Regions from separate parts of the Mus musculus genome. Here all the other regions are linked to region 1. A link is a contact called in public HiChIP or PLAC-seq and promoter capture Hi-C data. All regions are on one chromosome and are shown on one strand. The core of a region is the stretch at or near the end of the contact, and the rest is flanking DNA. Distances in the headings are between cores, read along the strand shown.

The links. Promoter capture Hi-C pulls out the DNA fragments that hold promoters and counts their contacts. HiChIP or PLAC-seq counts read pairs in DNA pulled down with a chosen protein or histone mark. Capture Hi-C pulls out chosen DNA fragments and counts their contacts.
Region 2: a promoter capture Hi-C map of stem cell-derived epiblast-like cells shows a contact between it and region 1, with 4 times the contacts expected there. The contact joins the promoter of Ankrd24 here to the promoter of Atcayos in region 1. A contact is called at or near these places in 2 of 39 promoter capture datasets (pre-B cells and stem cell-derived epiblast-like cells) and 1 of 115 datasets of contacts at active chromatin or transcription factors (pancreatic cancer cells).
Region 3: an HNF4G HiChIP or PLAC-seq map of pancreatic cancer cells shows a contact between it and region 1. The contact joins the promoter of Dot1l here to the promoter of Atcayos in region 1. A contact is called at or near these places in 3 of 39 promoter capture datasets (liver and pre-B cells), 1 of 484 Hi-C or Micro-C datasets (cerebellum), 4 of 115 datasets of contacts at active chromatin or transcription factors (bone marrow-derived macrophages, microglia and pancreatic cancer cells) and 3 of 9 other capture datasets (adipose tissue, liver and pancreatic islet).
Region 4: a contact with region 1 is called in a promoter capture Hi-C map of adipose tissue. The contact joins the promoter of Tle5 here to the promoter of Atcayos in region 1. A contact is called at or near these places in 8 of 39 promoter capture datasets (HPC-7-derived erythroid cells, embryonic stem cells, frontonasal cranial neural crest and 4 more), 1 of 15 datasets of contacts at CTCF or cohesin (embryonic stem cells), 21 of 484 Hi-C or Micro-C datasets (B cells, the Ba/F3 cell line, the G1E-ER4 cell line and 7 more), 15 of 115 datasets of contacts at active chromatin or transcription factors (the SCID.adh cell line, craniofacial prominence, double positive thymocytes and 8 more) and 2 of 9 other capture datasets (adipose tissue and liver).
Region 5: a CTCF HiChIP or PLAC-seq map of embryonic stem cells shows a contact between it and region 1, with 7 times the contacts expected there. The contact joins the promoter of Gna15 here to the promoter of Atcayos in region 1. A contact is called at or near these places in 17 of 39 promoter capture datasets (the 3T3-L1 cell line, 3T3-L1-derived adipocytes, the C10 cell line and 10 more), 2 of 15 datasets of contacts at CTCF or cohesin (both in embryonic stem cells), 43 of 484 Hi-C or Micro-C datasets (CD4 T cells, CD8 T cells, the G1E-ER4 cell line and 13 more), 7 of 115 datasets of contacts at active chromatin or transcription factors (the SCID.adh cell line, embryonic forebrain, embryonic hindbrain and 2 more) and 4 of 9 other capture datasets (adipose tissue, embryonic stem cells, liver and 1 more).

What each region holds. Positions count from the first base shown.
Region 1 is chr10:81,193,302-81,196,197 of GRCm38.p6, forward strand. It overlaps Atcayos (ataxia, cerebellar, Cayman type, opposite strand), which reads left to right and starts at 1,390. Exons shown (of 3, transcript NR_015477.1): 1 at 1,390-1,421.
Region 2 is chr10:81,632,209-81,635,104 of GRCm38.p6, forward strand. It overlaps Ankrd24 (ankyrin repeat domain 24), which reads left to right and starts at 1,491. Exons shown (of 20, transcript NM_001374016.1): 1 at 1,491-1,547; 2 at 2,459-2,545; 3 at 2,657-2,787; 4 at 2,862-2,896. The coding sequence starts at 1,509.
Region 3 is chr10:80,753,840-80,756,735 of GRCm38.p6, forward strand. It overlaps Dot1l (DOT1-like, histone H3 methyltransferase (S. cerevisiae)), which reads left to right and starts at 1,364. Exons shown (of 28, transcript NM_199322.2): 1 at 1,364-1,685. The coding sequence starts at 1,605.
Region 4 is chr10:81,557,906-81,560,801 of GRCm38.p6, forward strand. It overlaps Tle5 (TLE family member 5, transcriptional modulator), which reads left to right and starts at 1,539. Exons shown (of 7, transcript NM_010347.4): 1 at 1,539-1,763. The coding sequence starts at 1,737.
Region 5 is chr10:81,522,692-81,525,587 of GRCm38.p6, forward strand. It overlaps Gna15 (guanine nucleotide binding protein, alpha 15), which reads right to left and starts at 1,534. Exons shown (of 7, transcript NM_010304.3): 1 at 1,119-1,534. The coding sequence starts at 1,263.

The sequences.
Region 1 (2,896 bases), core at 140-2,639:
AGTCCTGCCTGATCTGTCCCTGGGGCTCTGGGTCAGTTTGTATAATGAGCAGTAACGGGGTCTGCGGCATTCAGATGCTGTCGTGTGCACAGCCACTGTGAGGCGGCAGGAGAGAGCCAGGCCAGGTTCCAAAGTCTGAATGCTGGCTGCCCTCTCTGAGTCCCACACCCTATGGCAGCTTAACCACCTGTAGGTCAAGATTCTGGGATCCAACACCTTCCGCTGTCTATGGGCATGGGGCGTGCACATGATGCACAGACACAAGCTCATAGAGAAGCCATGTGGGATGGCAAAGGCCTGGGGATCCGGATTTGTGAATTCAAGGTCATCCTGGTCTACAGAGTGAGTTCCAGGACTACACCTAAAAACCCATCTCAAAAAAAAAAAAGTGACTGGAGAGATGGCTCAGCTGTTAAGAGCACTGACTGCTCTTCCAGGGGTCCTGAGTTCAATTCCCAGCAACCACATGGTGGCTCACAACCATTTATAATGGGATCTGATGCCCTCTTCTGGTGTGTCTGAAGACAGCTACAGTGTACTCATATACATAAAATAAATAATTTTTTTAAAGCTGTTGCCATAGGCCCCTTCACGAGCTTTCCCGATAAGCCCACATTTTACAAAAATATGAACGTGTAATAGAGCATCCTCGGGACCCAGAAATGGAGCGTTATTTGGGAAGATTGGTCTGTTAGCTAAATTGAACGAAGGTGGGGCTGAGCTGTAGGCAGAAGAGGAATGATATAGAACAGATAGGTTCAAGCTGGAATGGGGGACCGGAGAATGCCGGCTCCGGGTGTGTGCACCAGGTTTCTGTTTCCGTATCAGGGCTTCACCCGGTTAGTGAGGACGGGCTCGTGGCTTCAGGTAACGCTGACGACAGCTGATAGGGCCGACACAGCTGACAAACCCCTGTGGCTTCTCAACCCGCTTTAAACTCCAGGGGCCAATGAGTTCTTGTGTCTCCAAAGCTGGTAACCAGACACCCCAAGTTATGAGCCTTGTCAGACGTCTGGGGCTTAGTAGCAAGGCCCCCTGAGTTGAGTCTTAATCAGTTAATTGACGCATTTATACGTTTTTGAGACAGGCTTTCACTATGTATCCTTGATCTGTGTTTGTGGTCTAGTTCGTACCTCCCCACAAGCTCCCTCGGGTTTAGCCTCTTGTAGGTCAGAGGGCACTGCTGTGCGCCATCCCGCCCCCACCTCCACCCGACCCAACCCCCCACCCCCGTCACAGCCTGGAACAGGTGCACGTAGCAGACCGGGCCTAGCCACGTTCGCGGTCGCTCAGCTCTTGACCATACTAGGGCAAGCAGCTCCCTCGCTATTAATAACCTGGCGGGGAGCCGGCGTCGTGTCTATAAAGCCGAGCACGCCAACCCCAAGCGGCTCCTTCAACCCCTGAGATCTTAAACAAAAGTAAGTACGCCAACCATCTCCCCTCCTTGGCCCTCACCCAGGCTTCCTGCGGCAGAAATGACCCCAAAAGTCAAAGAATTGTGTTAAAACGAAGGATGAGTGAAACACAGACCCTGCTGGTCCCGAAGGCTTGTGGGACAGCGGGCAGGAGGAGCTGTCATCTAAAGGGTGCAGAGCCAGGGACATCCCATCCTACCCAAGTGACCCCCAAGAATGCATGTGTGTCTTGGTGTGGGTGGTGAAGAGCTGGGGGATCAAAGAGGGGACTCTCTGTGTCCCCAAACTCAGTTCTCCTCTGGGTATGCAGCTCCCTGAACTTCTCTGTAGTTCAAAGCCAAAGCCATTTTTTTTTTTTTTTTGAGGTAGGGTCTCTGTAGCCCTGCCTGTCCTGGAACTTGATATGTCCAGGCTGGCCCTGGACTCAGGGAAATCCTCTTCTCTCTGCCTCCTGAGCGCTGGGATCAAAGACACGCACCACAACTCCTGGCTAAAGGGATTTTGTGGCTGTCCCACATGCATAAACCCAAGGTGTGTCCCCAAATTCCACCTGTGACCCATTACTGCAGACCTACTCCTGATGGCTGGAGAGACGAGGAGATGAGAAGTTCCTTTCCAGACAACTTGCAGTCACCGGGTGCATGGTGGTGTGTGGGGGTAGGGTGGATGACCTGGGGACACCCACCACTAGTGACTTCTGGCTCCTGTCAGCCCCTCCCCTCTGGCTTTGGCTGATCTTCCACTTAGTGTCCAGGATGCCCATCTCTTCCCTGGCCCTTGGAGACCTGAGGTCTGGAGAGCAGTGACCTTTGCAGGTGACAGTGTTGGACCAGGTGGGGCCCTGGGGTCTAAGTGCTGACTGAGTGTTCCGCTGAGCGCTGGCTGATGTCTGTGACAGGTGTCAGTGCAGGGATAGGACAGCACAGGGTGGGGAGGGCTGCCTGTCACCCATCTCCAGGTCCTGAGCAAACCACCACTATCACCTCAGTCTCTGGGTGTGGTTATTAGGACTTGGGGTGTGTGGGTTTTGGTGAGGTCACAGTCCTAGGGTTAAGTGTGGGGCAGGAGAGTCAACAAGAAAAGCTGAGAATCTGGTTCGGTGGATAAAGTGTTTGTCTCGAGTGCGTGGGGACCTTGGTCAGAATCCCTAGGACTCAACTCAACTGAGGCACAGCAGTGTCTGTATGGAGTCTGGAAATCCAGCCAGGCAGGGGACCTTATGCTCTGCTAGGTCCCACAGGCCAAGTTCTTCAGGATCTGGGGACAATAGAGCTGAGGGGTCAGCCACGAGGCCCCACTGCTGGCTCTGGGGCTTGTGAGTGTCCCTATCAGCACGGTAACCCATACGGGAGACAGAGGAACCTTGAGCTCATTTTGTGGGGATGTCTGGCTGGGTGTTCTGTGTGGGGCATTCTGGAAGGTGCTGAGTAGTGTCCCACTCTGTGTCTGGAGCTCCCCCAATGTGACACTTGTCCCCA
Region 2 (2,896 bases), core at 241-2,740, 440 kb after region 1:
TATATGCATATGTATATATATGTATCTATATGTGTATATATTTATATATACATGTGTATATATGTACACATATTCTAGGACTCTCTGCAGAGAGGGACACACCAGTATCTAGAGTGTTATGGGACACAGAGGCAGGAGTTGCTTATTGTTTATTAGGGAGACCATATCTCCACCTGTGCAAGGCAATTTCATGAACGACTCACTTCTCCCCAAGTTCTGCCTCTCTGGGATTCTCATCCCACAGCTCCTGTCGTGTGTCCCTGCCTGCTGCTCCGTCTCCAAGACAGCTTCTACAGTGCCAACTTACATGCACAGAAGCCAGAGAGCTAGAAAGTCATTCCGCAGTCACTTGATAAATGTAGAACAGAAGAGTCTCAGGCTGTGGCCCAGGGATATTTTGTGGGTCCTGCATAGAGGGCTCTAATTTCAGGCAAGGCAGACAAGTGCCCACACACCTTAGAGCCAGAAACGGGGGTTGCAACCCCCACTTCCAGTTGATCTAAAGATTCCTCTGACCCAGCCTGGAAGCTGTGCACAGGTCCAGATGCATGTGCCTGAAGAATGAAATGCAGTTCTTATTGTGTACTCATGGTGTACCAGGCCTGTTGTGCAGGGCGGTGCGTTCTGCTCAGCCTCTGCACGGCCCTCCGGAGCTGTGTCTGGAAAGTCTATGTGAAACCCCATTGCACATATGAGGAGGGCGGAGGCTCCAACAGGTGAGGTCTAGGTCAGTCCCATAGGTGGATAATGGCGAGGCAGACCTGGGATTCAAGTTTGGAGTGAGACTTGAGAGCTACTGGAGCGAAGTAAATAATGAAAGAGTAGATGGGTGGACAGGTAGGTTGGAGGAGTGAATGGGTGAGAGGATGTGTGCGTGAATGAAGGGATGAGTAAGCCAATGCATTTGCCCATGAAAAGACGTTAGTAAATGGGTGGTGAGGAAATTAATGAGCGAATGGGTGAATGAAAACATTAGCAAAGTGCGAATAATGACTGTTGGAGAGAGTGAATGTGTGAAACGATGGATGAACGAATGAATGAATGAAAAGATAGGCATAAATGTATGAATGAATGAAGACTGGAAGGTGATGGCTGAATGAATGATGTCCATCATTGTAAGTAAGGTGAGCTGGAGGTGAGGAGTTAGCGGGCTGACACCCGATAGGGACCATCATGGAGTTGCGGGGCGGAGCCTTTTCAGCGGGATGGAGCGTGTCGGTGCAGGAGTGGGGTGGTGGGGAAGAGAGCACTATATAGCAGCGGGCGAGCGGGCCTGGGGAAAATGGGAGTAACCTGGAACTTAGAACGGATGTGAGCGGGCCCTGAGCTTTCGTGGAAGAGGTGGGAGGGGCCTGAAATCTAGGGGGAAGCTGGGCGGGCTCTGTGCCTGAGCCTGGTGAGGAAGGGTGCTGAGTCTGGAGAAGAGGTGTGCCACAGGAGGAGGGCAGAGCCCCGTGTCTGAGGAGGTAGGCGTGGTCTGATCTGGCCCCGCCCTCCTGCGGTTCGCCATGAAGCAGCTGTGCCTGTGTGCTGCTGCCTCCTTCGCGGTAGGCGTTTGGGTCCCTCTGCGCCTTCCCCTCTTTCCTAGAAAGAAGTTCGGCAGAGGGCGGGGCGCCTGTAGAGCCTGGGCGGGAAGTGGAGGGCGGTGTTGAGGGCAGGCGTGTCTGTGCAGGCGTGGGGTCAGCAGGCCGTTGCGGGATGCAGGTCTTGGAGGACACTGTGGACAGTGAGTGACTCAGGAACTGTCCATGTTCCTGGGCAGTGAGTTTAAAAACATTAGCGGCTGCAGTTCTGCTGGCCAGGCCTTGATGCTACCTGGGGGCGATGGTCTTGGCTGAGCAGCTGTGAAGGACGGAGCGAGGTTCTGGGCGCTGGAGGATAGTTTGGAAAAGGCCAGTCATCCCAGCATTCGGAGGCTAAGGCAGGGGATCTTTAATTTTAGTTACACCCAGTCTCAAAAAAACTAAGACAGTAAAATAATTGTGAACGAGGAGCTTGGCACCACCAAGCCCTGGCTTCCATGCCCAGCACTACATAAACCAGGTGTGATGTTCCACACCTGTCACCCCAGCCTCGAGGACTGGGAGGCAGGAAGTTCAGGAATTCAAGGTCATCCTGACTCCCAGGGAGTTTGACAGCAGCCTAGGCTACTTGAGGCCCTGACTCAAAAAACAAAAACAAAGCTGGATCATTGAAATCCTCGCACTTTGGGAGATTTCTGTGACTTTCAGGCTACCCTGGTCTACATAAGAGACATGCTATTTAAAAAAAAAAAAAAAAAAAAAAAAAGTTGTACCCTGTCTTTCAAAACTGGCTTTGGATTAAGGCACACACAGGTGGTTTGAGGAGGATTGATATCTGGAAGCTGCCCTGGTGGTGGGCCTGGATCACACGCTGGGGGGTGCAGGTTTCAGAGACACTGTCTGAGGCCCCCAGCCCAGGACCACCTATCCCACAGCTCCGGCTCAGCCCCACCGACCTCAGCTCCTGCCCACCCTGTGGCCGGTGCCCTATCCCAAAACCCGCAGCCAGAGGCAGGCGCCAGGCAAGTGCTCAGGGGTGGGTGGGGAGAGCCCGGAGCAACTGCCCCTGTTCCTTGGTGGGGAAAGGACATCGACCCACTCAGTCCCTCGCACCTCTGGGTGTGCCACCGCAGGGCCAAGACTGGGGCAAAAGTGACCAGCGACTGCTCCAGGCAGTGGAGAACAACGATGTGGCCAGAGTGGCCTCGTTGATCGCCCACAAGGGGCTGGTGCCTACAAAACTGGACCCCGAGGGCAAGTCTGCGTGAGTGTCCAAGCCCTGGGGCTGGGGTGGCTTTGGACATTCTTCTGGGGTTGACCCCTGACTCGTGCCTCTAGGTTCCACTTAGCAGCCATGAGGGGTGCGGCGGGGT
Region 3 (2,896 bases), core at 114-2,613, 440 kb before region 1:
CTGTCTTGGGAAAAAAATGTATTTAAGAGAGAGAGAGAGAGAGAGAGAGAGAGAGCGCAAGCTGAGCAAGCCAGGGGAAGCAAGCCAGTAAAGAACATCCCTCCATGGCCTCTGCATCAGCTCCTGCTTCCTGACCTGCCTGAGTTCCAGTCCTGACATCCTTTGGTGATTAACAGCAATGTGGAAGTGTAAGGTGAATAAACCCTTTCCTCCCCAACTTGCTTCTTGGTCCTGATGTTTGTGCAGGAATAGAAGCCCTGACTGAGACACCAAGCTACAGAGTCTTTTACCACGTCATTTAGTTTTGGAACGAGGGCTCACTGAGTTGCCCAGGCTGGCCCGGAATTTACTTGGTAGCTCAGCATGGCTTCTAGCTCCGGATCCTTCTTTTGGGGGCTGGCAAGCGCTAGGATGAGGGGTGGGAGCCATCTCCCCTAGATTACATTCACTCCCATGTAGTCAGGAAGAAGAAGCAGCTATCCAGAAGCGGCTGGTGAGCTGGTGACAGCTCACCTCAAGGTAACTTATTCTCAGAAGGTTTTGGGGGGAGGGAACTTAAGTATTAGAAGGATTGGAATGGCCTAAGAAGGAAATAAGTTTGGCTCCTGACTCTGTAAAGTTCTGGGCAGGTCAGAGAATAACATTGCTTTGAACTCTTAATTGAGAGCCTCCGACCTATAGGGTCCAATTTGACTGATGATTTATTAATTAACTTATTGCTCACATCTTTAATCCCAGCTCTCAGGAGGCAGAGGCAGGTGGATTTTGGTAAATTCGAGGTCAGACTGGTCAACAGAATGAGTTCCTGGACAGCCAGGGACACCCTGTCTCAAAAAAAAAAAAAAAAAAAAAAGCATGTAAATAAACAATAAGCAGATAGGCTAGAAAAGTGAAAAAATAGAAAAGCTAAAGAAGGGGAAAAATTGAAAAATGAAAAAAAAAAGAAAGAAAGAAAAAGCCAGAAAAACAGAAAAAGAAAATTGACGGGAAGGGAAGAGAAAGAAAAAGAACAGGAAATGGAAAGAAAAGAAAAAAGCAAAGCAAAGCGAAGGGACGCGAAGCAAGCCTGTGCAACTGGGATTTGAACTTGACCCCGCCTGGTCTCTCTCGCTTTCCTCCGCAGGGTTTCCCCGGGTCCCCGCTTCCGGCTGGCGGCGACGTCGGAGGGCAACCGAGGACGTGCGTGCGCCGCTGCGTGCGTAAGTGCGTGCGTCGGTCGGAGGAGGGCGAGTCCAAGGGGGCGTGGCGTGCGAGGGGTGGCGCGCGCGGCGCGGCGGGCGGAGGCTCTGGGCGCGCACCGCCTCTTGGCTCCCGGCCTCCCCCGCGCGCGCTCGCCGAGTGGTTCCGCCCGACCCCCCGGCTCATTGTGCCTTCTCCTCACGCCGGCCCAAGATGGCGGCGGCTCTAGACGCCCCGGCTCTGTGACTCCTACAAAGAGGGGAGCTGGGGCCACACGGGAGCGGCGGCCGAGGCACAGGCCGGGCCGTCTGTCCTCAGCCGTCCGCCCCGCGTCCGCCCGTGTCCGCCCGCCCGGCTTCCCGCCGGTGGCCCCGCCCCTCCCCCAACCGCCCGCCTAGCATGGTGCGGCGGCCGCGCGCGCCGACATGGGCGAGAAGCTGGAGCTGAGGCTCAAGTCGCCTGTGGGCGCCGAGCCCGCCGTCTACCCGTGGCCGCTGCCGGTCTACGTGAGTGTACTTGCGGAGAACGCGGGGGTAGGAGTCGTGGGGCTCCGCGGCGGCAGCGGCGGCGGCGGCGGGTCCTTGGCCGTTCTCGGCCCGCGCCTGCCGTTGCCCTGACGCGGCCGGTCGCGTTGTCGCCGCCGCCGGCCCGGAGCCCCGCGTCTCCAGCCTTTGAGGACCTGAGTCTGGACCGACCTTGTGGGCAGGGGTGTAGAGACTGAGAAGTCGGGGATTCCTTGCCTTTCGTGGCGACCCCTCATGTTGTCACCTCAAATTGTCACCTCACGTGCCCTCTTCCAGTCATCTGTTTCTTATCCTGATGCCTTCTCCTATTGTCCTCTATGCCCTTTCTCGTTGTCACCTTTTGATGTTCATGGGCAGGTGCTAAAAAGAACCCTAGGAAGTCAGGGGGAGGTTGGCCCTTGGGTTTGGGTTGTCCCCCCACGTTCGTGGAGTGGTAGGAGGGCTCCGAATAGTTGTTTCTTCATGTCAGGGTGCCCGGCTGAAAGAACCTGAGAAGTTAGAGAGGTTGTCATCTCAATTTGTACCTCATGTGTCGTTTGACGTTGGTGGATTGGCCTGGAGGTACATTGGAATGCTGGAGCAGTTGTTTCTTAATGTTGGTGGCATGGCTAGAGGGGACTTAGGGAGTCTGGAGGTTGTCCTCTCATGCTGGTGGGTAGAGCTGGTGCGACTCTGCAAAGCTGGAGGTGTTATCCCTTAAAGTGGAAGTGCCAGAGGCAAGTGGGTTCTGAAGTCCAGGAGGGCCTGCGGAGGTCAGTGTACTGTCCCCTTGTGGCCCTTTGTATGCTTTGAGTAGAAGATACAGCAGTGGGGTTCCCTGGTGCTGCTGAGTTCACATCCTCACTGGGGTCCCAGGGAACATGTGTGTCCTGGGATGCCCTTGCACCTGTCCTCTGCCTCTTCGAATTAGGCAGCCCTGTGTGTCCTTGAACATTCCCACAAGTGTCCACTCAACTCTCCTGAGGTCAGCAAGATGGCTCAGCAACAGTCTTATAATCTGAGTTCCATGTTTGGGACATGGGCAGAAGGGAGAGTACCAACTTCCACAAGTTCTCTGACCTCACTGTGTGCACAGACACAGCCACTCACAAATGTAATAGGAATTTTGAAATATCTGTTTGTGTGTATGCTGGTCATGGTGGCACACACTTTTAATCCTGGCACTTGGCAGAGGCAGGAGGAGTCCTGACCAA
Region 4 (2,896 bases), core at 289-2,788, 360 kb after region 1:
GTCGGTATCAGGAGCAGCCGCGTGGACTCCTGCCTCCGGGATACCAGAATCAGAGGCCTGGTCCTGTCTCTTGAGGCCTGCAGTCTCTAAGGCTTCCTCTTACCTTCCTCTGCCCTCTGTGGCTAGGGGAGGTCCCAATCTCTCCCCACCGGGGTTTGCCATAGCCATGGCCTGGCTGAGCTTGGCTGGCCACTGTAACCTCTCCTCTCTAACCTCGTGGCCATTTGAGTATGACACTCAGTGATATTCGTCTCTGTCTGTCTCAGGTAAGGAAATGTTTGAGACAGGGTCTTGTTATACAGCTCAAGCTAGCCTGAAATTGTAGGAATCCTCCTGCCTCAGCTTGCTCTGAAGTGTTGGGGTAAATAGTATTGGCCCAAAGAACTATTTTATTTATTTTATTATTATTATTATTATTATTATTTTTTTTAGTTTTTCGAGACAGGGTTTCTCTGTATAGCCCTGGCTGTCCTGGAACTCACTTTGTAGACCAGGCTGGCCTCGAACTCAGAGATCCACCTGCCTCTGCCTCCCGAGTGCTGGGATTAAAGGCGTGTGCCACCACGCCCGGCTCCTATTTATTTTTTATTATTTTTTAAGACAGGGCTCATGGAGCCCTGGCTGCCCTGGAACTCACAAGGTGGGCTTGAATTTACAGAGATCTGCCTGCCTCTGCCTCCCAAGGGCTTAGATTAAAGGCTTGTGTTACCACACCAGCATATTTGTTTTAATCATTTGTTTTTGTTTTGTTTTGTTTTGTTTTTGGACAGGTCTCACCTCAGTAAGCTGGGTCACAGGTTGATGCTGAATTTTCGATAATCCTCCTGCCTCAGCTTCCCAAGTGTTGGGATCACACTAGGACCTGGGGAACTCTTACCTTTTATTTATGAGACAGGTCTCTCTTTGTAGCCCTGGTTGTCCCAGAAGTCTCTATGTAGACCAGGCTGGTCTCAAATCAGAGATCCACCTGCCTCTGCCCTGAGTGCTTGGATTAAAGGTGTCGGCCACCACCACCTCCTGTGGCCCGATTTAACTTTTTCATGTTTTGAGATAAGGGCTCCTATAGCCCAGGCTGTATTCACTGTGTAGATCAGGCTGGCTTCCACCTACCTCAACCTACCCAGCACTGGTAATAGGTCTTGTACCCCAGAACAAACCATGTCTTACTTTTTGTTGTTTTAAGACAGGCTCTCTGGTAACCCAGGCTGGCCGAGAACTCTTGATCCTCTTGCCTCTGCACCCCAGTCATTAGATTACAGGACTGGGCCCCCATCCTACCTCTGTGGGACAGGTGTCACTCTACTGCCCAGTGTGGCCCCCAGCCGTGCCAACCCTCCCGACTCCAAAGAGGACATAGCACACTGTAGGCACTCCATAAATCCACCGTGAAGCCTGGGTGTCCAGGCTGCGAGTCTGTGGCCTTGGGACTGGGGGCGGGGGGCACTGAGGCAGGCCTCCAGCTGGGGTTCCGGGCCGTGGCGGGGGCGGGGCGCGCGGGGCCAAGGTCACGGGTGGGGCGTCCGGGCCTGCGCAGTGCCGGGCGCGGCAGGTGGAGCGGGAGCCCGGGCGGCACCGCGTCGCCATTACACAATAGCGCGGGCGGCGCGGGCGGGCGGCGGGCGGCGCAGGAGGCGGGACGCGGGGCCCCGGAGCTGTCGATCGGGGACAAAGCGCGGCCGCCCGGCGCCCCCCGAGCCGCCCGAGCCGGGGCGCAGCCCGCGCCCCCCGCGACTGACATGATGTTTCCGCAAAGCCGGCACTCGGTAAGGGGAACCCCGCGCACTGCACCCCAGAGCTCTCCCTGCACCCCCAGCTCAGCTCACTGCACCTCCGGCGCTCACCCTGCACCCCAGCTCATCTCACTGCACCCCTTCTAGGTCGGATCCCGTCTCTCTCCCCGCCCAGGGCCTGTCCCAGGGGCTCCCTACGCTTCCCCAGCTCCCACAGGCCTGTTCTGTCCCCCCAGCCCTGGGCTCTTCCCCAAGGTCCTTGCACCCCACAACCCAGACCCTACGCACCCCACCAGTCCAGCACTGCATCCTTCAGCCCGGATCCCTGAACTTTGATCCCTGCCCTGAGTCCCCTCACCGCCTCCCCCACACCTCGCCCAACCCGACTCCAAGGTCTTCTTCCACCCCCACCCCCCACCCCCGGGCTCCGGATCAGCCCGCACCCCACTGCAGCCGCATTCGGCCTGTCTTCCTGACCTGGGGCTCAGGCCCAGAGCTGCAGCACCCCAGTCACAAGCCCATCATCCCCTCACCCCAGACGCGCATGTCCTCCAGCCCTAGATCTTGCATCCCCACCTCGGTGCACCCCCCCCCCCCCAGGCCCAGCTCTCTAAGAGCTTCAGACTGGCCTGCCACCAAGTCCAAGGCCCTGCACCCACCATCACCTCGGCCCTGCACTTCTTTCCACCTCAGATCTGCCCTGGCCCCAAGTCTGGTGCCCTCTACCCCCCAATACAGTTCCCGCACCCCCTGTCTCTCTCTCCAGCCCTGTCGGGCCTGGCGTCACCATCCGGGCCCAGCGCCACCCCCAGCCTGGCTCCGCGTCCCTCCTCCAGCTGCAGGCCCCGCACCCCAGCGGCCTTCCTCCTCCCAGCCCCCATCCTGCACCCTCAGCACTAGGGTTGGGGAGACCCTGTGCCCGTATAATGTCCAGTGCTCCCTTGTCCGGAGCCGGATACCCCGCAGTCTTCCCACCCCCCGCCCCCCCAGCACTAGGCTCCGTCCCTCTCATGTCCAAGCCCATCTGTCGTCTCCCACACCAGCTCCCAGTGGCCTTGCTCCCCACACCCTGCCCCTAGCCTTGCTCCCCAGATCCGAGATCTTACACCCTAACTCCTGACCCAGTGCCCTCAGATGCCGGCCCTGTACATATCCCACCCCCCTCG
Region 5 (2,896 bases), core at 284-2,783, 330 kb after region 1:
AGATAAATCTAAAAAGAAAGAAAGAAAGAAAGAAAGAAAGAAAGAAAGAAAGAAAGAAAGAAAGAAAGAAAATTATTTTAAAAGGAAGAAAAAAATTCCCCTTTCAGAAATAGGAATTAAAAAGCACATATTGAGCTATAATTATTTCATCTGCTTATGGACCTTATTTCGTTCCTCAAAGAACATGTGATTCTTTGATGGGATCATCATCACCATCACCCCCCCCACCATCATCATCACCACCATCATCATCATCATCAGACTGGGTCTCAGTATGTAGCTCAGGTGGTTTTGAACTCATGGCAATTCTGATATCTCAGTTATCCAAGTGCTAGGATTACCAGTGTGAAAAACTATGCCTAGCTTTTAGTTCTAAAACAGGGAGTCTTTTGGCCCAGGCTAGCCTCAAACTCTTGTAGCTCAGTGTGACCCTGATCCCATGATGTTCCTGCCTCTGTCTCCGCAATGCTTGGTGACACAATCGTACCTCCCGTGCCTGGCTCATGTGGCCTTGGGATGGAAACCAAGCTCTCCCTGATGCTCAGGGATCTTCCTGCCTGCTGAGCCCCAGTTCCTGTTCTGCCCCTCCCCACTTTTATCAATTTCCGATACAATGTCTCACATGGTCTAGTCTGGCCTCTAATTCACAACCTTCTGGCCTCAGTGTCCCAAGGAATAAAGGATTTTGAAGGAATGAAGGATTTGATTGAAACAAGTGAAGCATTTTGGTCAGTTCGAGAGTTTAGAATTTTTAGTGAATGAGTGAATGAATGAATCCACTGATGCTCATAAGCCCAGAACAAAGCGCTTGGTGACCATGACCAGCAGCTTGGAGCCCTGGCTCAGGCAGTCGGAGGAAGAGACTTAGGCCCTCCCTGAGCCAGCCTGAAGCTCACCTTCATTCCCTTCCCGTGACACATACAGGTGTGTTTATGTGGTAGCACCCGCCAGGGCCACCTCCCCGCAGCCAGATGCACGACTCAGCCGCGAATGAGAGACTCAGCTTCTTGAAGCTTTGCTCTCCCCATCTAGAAAATGGGTCGGCAAGCGAGTCCCTGCTGCCTCCGGAGTCGTTGGCCCCGCCCGCTCTCGGCCCCTGTGCTGCATTCCACACTCACCCAACAGCAGGAGTTTCAATTCCTCGCGCTCTTGTTTTTTCTGTTCCAACAAAATCCTGTTGATCTCCTGGTCGATTCTGGCGGCAGTCTTCTCCTCCTCTGTCAGGCACCAGGGACAGCAGCCCCAAGTCAGGGACCGGGCCATGGTGGGCGCTTCACAGACCACCAGGTGACATCACAGGGCCTGCAGAGCCCAACTGTGGGACTCTTTCTTCTCCGGATGGAGTGGAGGTGGGGGTGGAGGTCACCCCAGGGCCCTCCGTGTCCCTGCCTAGGGCCTGTGGGAGCCCAGGCAAGGGCTTCAAGAGGCCTGGGTGCTGGAAACAGGGCGGGGACCTGGGTGCTGCTTCCCGCCCCCTCCAACTTGCCCAGACCTGGCCCTGCCCGCCAGACAGGTCGGTGGTGGAAGCTCCAGCAGATGAGGAGGGAGGGGTGGCTGCCTTCTGGGAGCACAGTCCTCGAGGTGTCTAACTTGACCCTCCTTCCTCCTTCCCTAAGAGAGTGGCCTCACCCCTGGGCTTCTGACACTGCTGGCCCCAGCTGCCCCCTCCTCTGGGCCAAATAGGAAGCGACCAGTGGGCACAGCTATTGCTCAGGGCTGATTTCAGAACTGCTGAGGCGGGAGGGAAGTCTGTGCTTCCGTGTCTGTCTGGCCTTCCTCAGCACACACTCACTAGTTTGACAGCTGAGGAGACTAAGGCATGGAGTAAAGGCAGGGACTTCCCCAAGACCCATGGAGGAAGCAGAGGGTCATGTCTGGCCCCTTGAGTCCCAGAGAGATTAGCAAGAAGCAGAAGAATCAGTGAGAGAGGGACTGATGCATTTATGGAATGCCTACTGTATACCAGGAAGGCTTCTATTTTGCTCCACAGAGGACAAAACAGAACTTTTTTTGTAAAGTTGGGTGACGGAGAGCTGTTTCAGCGGGTGAAGAAACTTGTGCTGTAGCCTGACCAGAGTCATCCCTGGGGCTCATATGATGGGACGGAGAACCAATTCTGTGGATTACCCTCTGCCTTCCACCTAAATCCCAAACCAAACAGATGGCGACAAGTTCTAAAAGTGCTGCACAGCCATCGAAGGGCTGGGGGCGTAGCTTTAATAGGGAGTCAGGAGAGTAAAGGTGACAGACACTAAAGGACTCTGGGAGCTGAATCACTGGGCTGAGCCCCTCAGACCCCAGGCTACACAGAGTGAAAGTTCTAGATCCTTCTGGCTCGTGTATCTCTAGCCTGGGGAGATAAGCGTAGCCTGGGAGCCTCTTGTCATGCAACTGATCTGGTTCAGAGAGGGTGTTAGACCCCGGAAACACAACTTCCTAGCCTTCGTCCTCCCCTGCTCCAGGTTGGTGGCAGACGGACATCGACAGGTTGGCAGGCCCACGCCTGCTCCACGCTGACTTCAGTTGACTGTTGATTCCTATTGCAGGAGATGGGAAGTGTGATAGGGGCGGGGTGGGGTCACTGAGGCCAGAGGGAGCTTCCCCGCCCACTGAGACTTGTACTGTGGTTGATAGGGAGCAAGCTGGGGGTTGGGTGGGGTTGATGGCGGGGGGGGGGGGGGGGGTGCATCAGAACTGGCCTGGGCTTGCAGAAGCTGGAGAGGCAGCACCCTGCTTGGTCCTTTTGGGGCCAGACACAAGGCCCTTGGGACAACACAGTGGGGACCAAAGCCTCGCTCTGATGCCTCCTGTGGCCCCCACCATTGCCCTCTGTGGGGGTTCCAGCAAGTGGAGCCTGTGAGTCCTGGGCCAGCCTGTGCCACAAAGTGAGACCCTG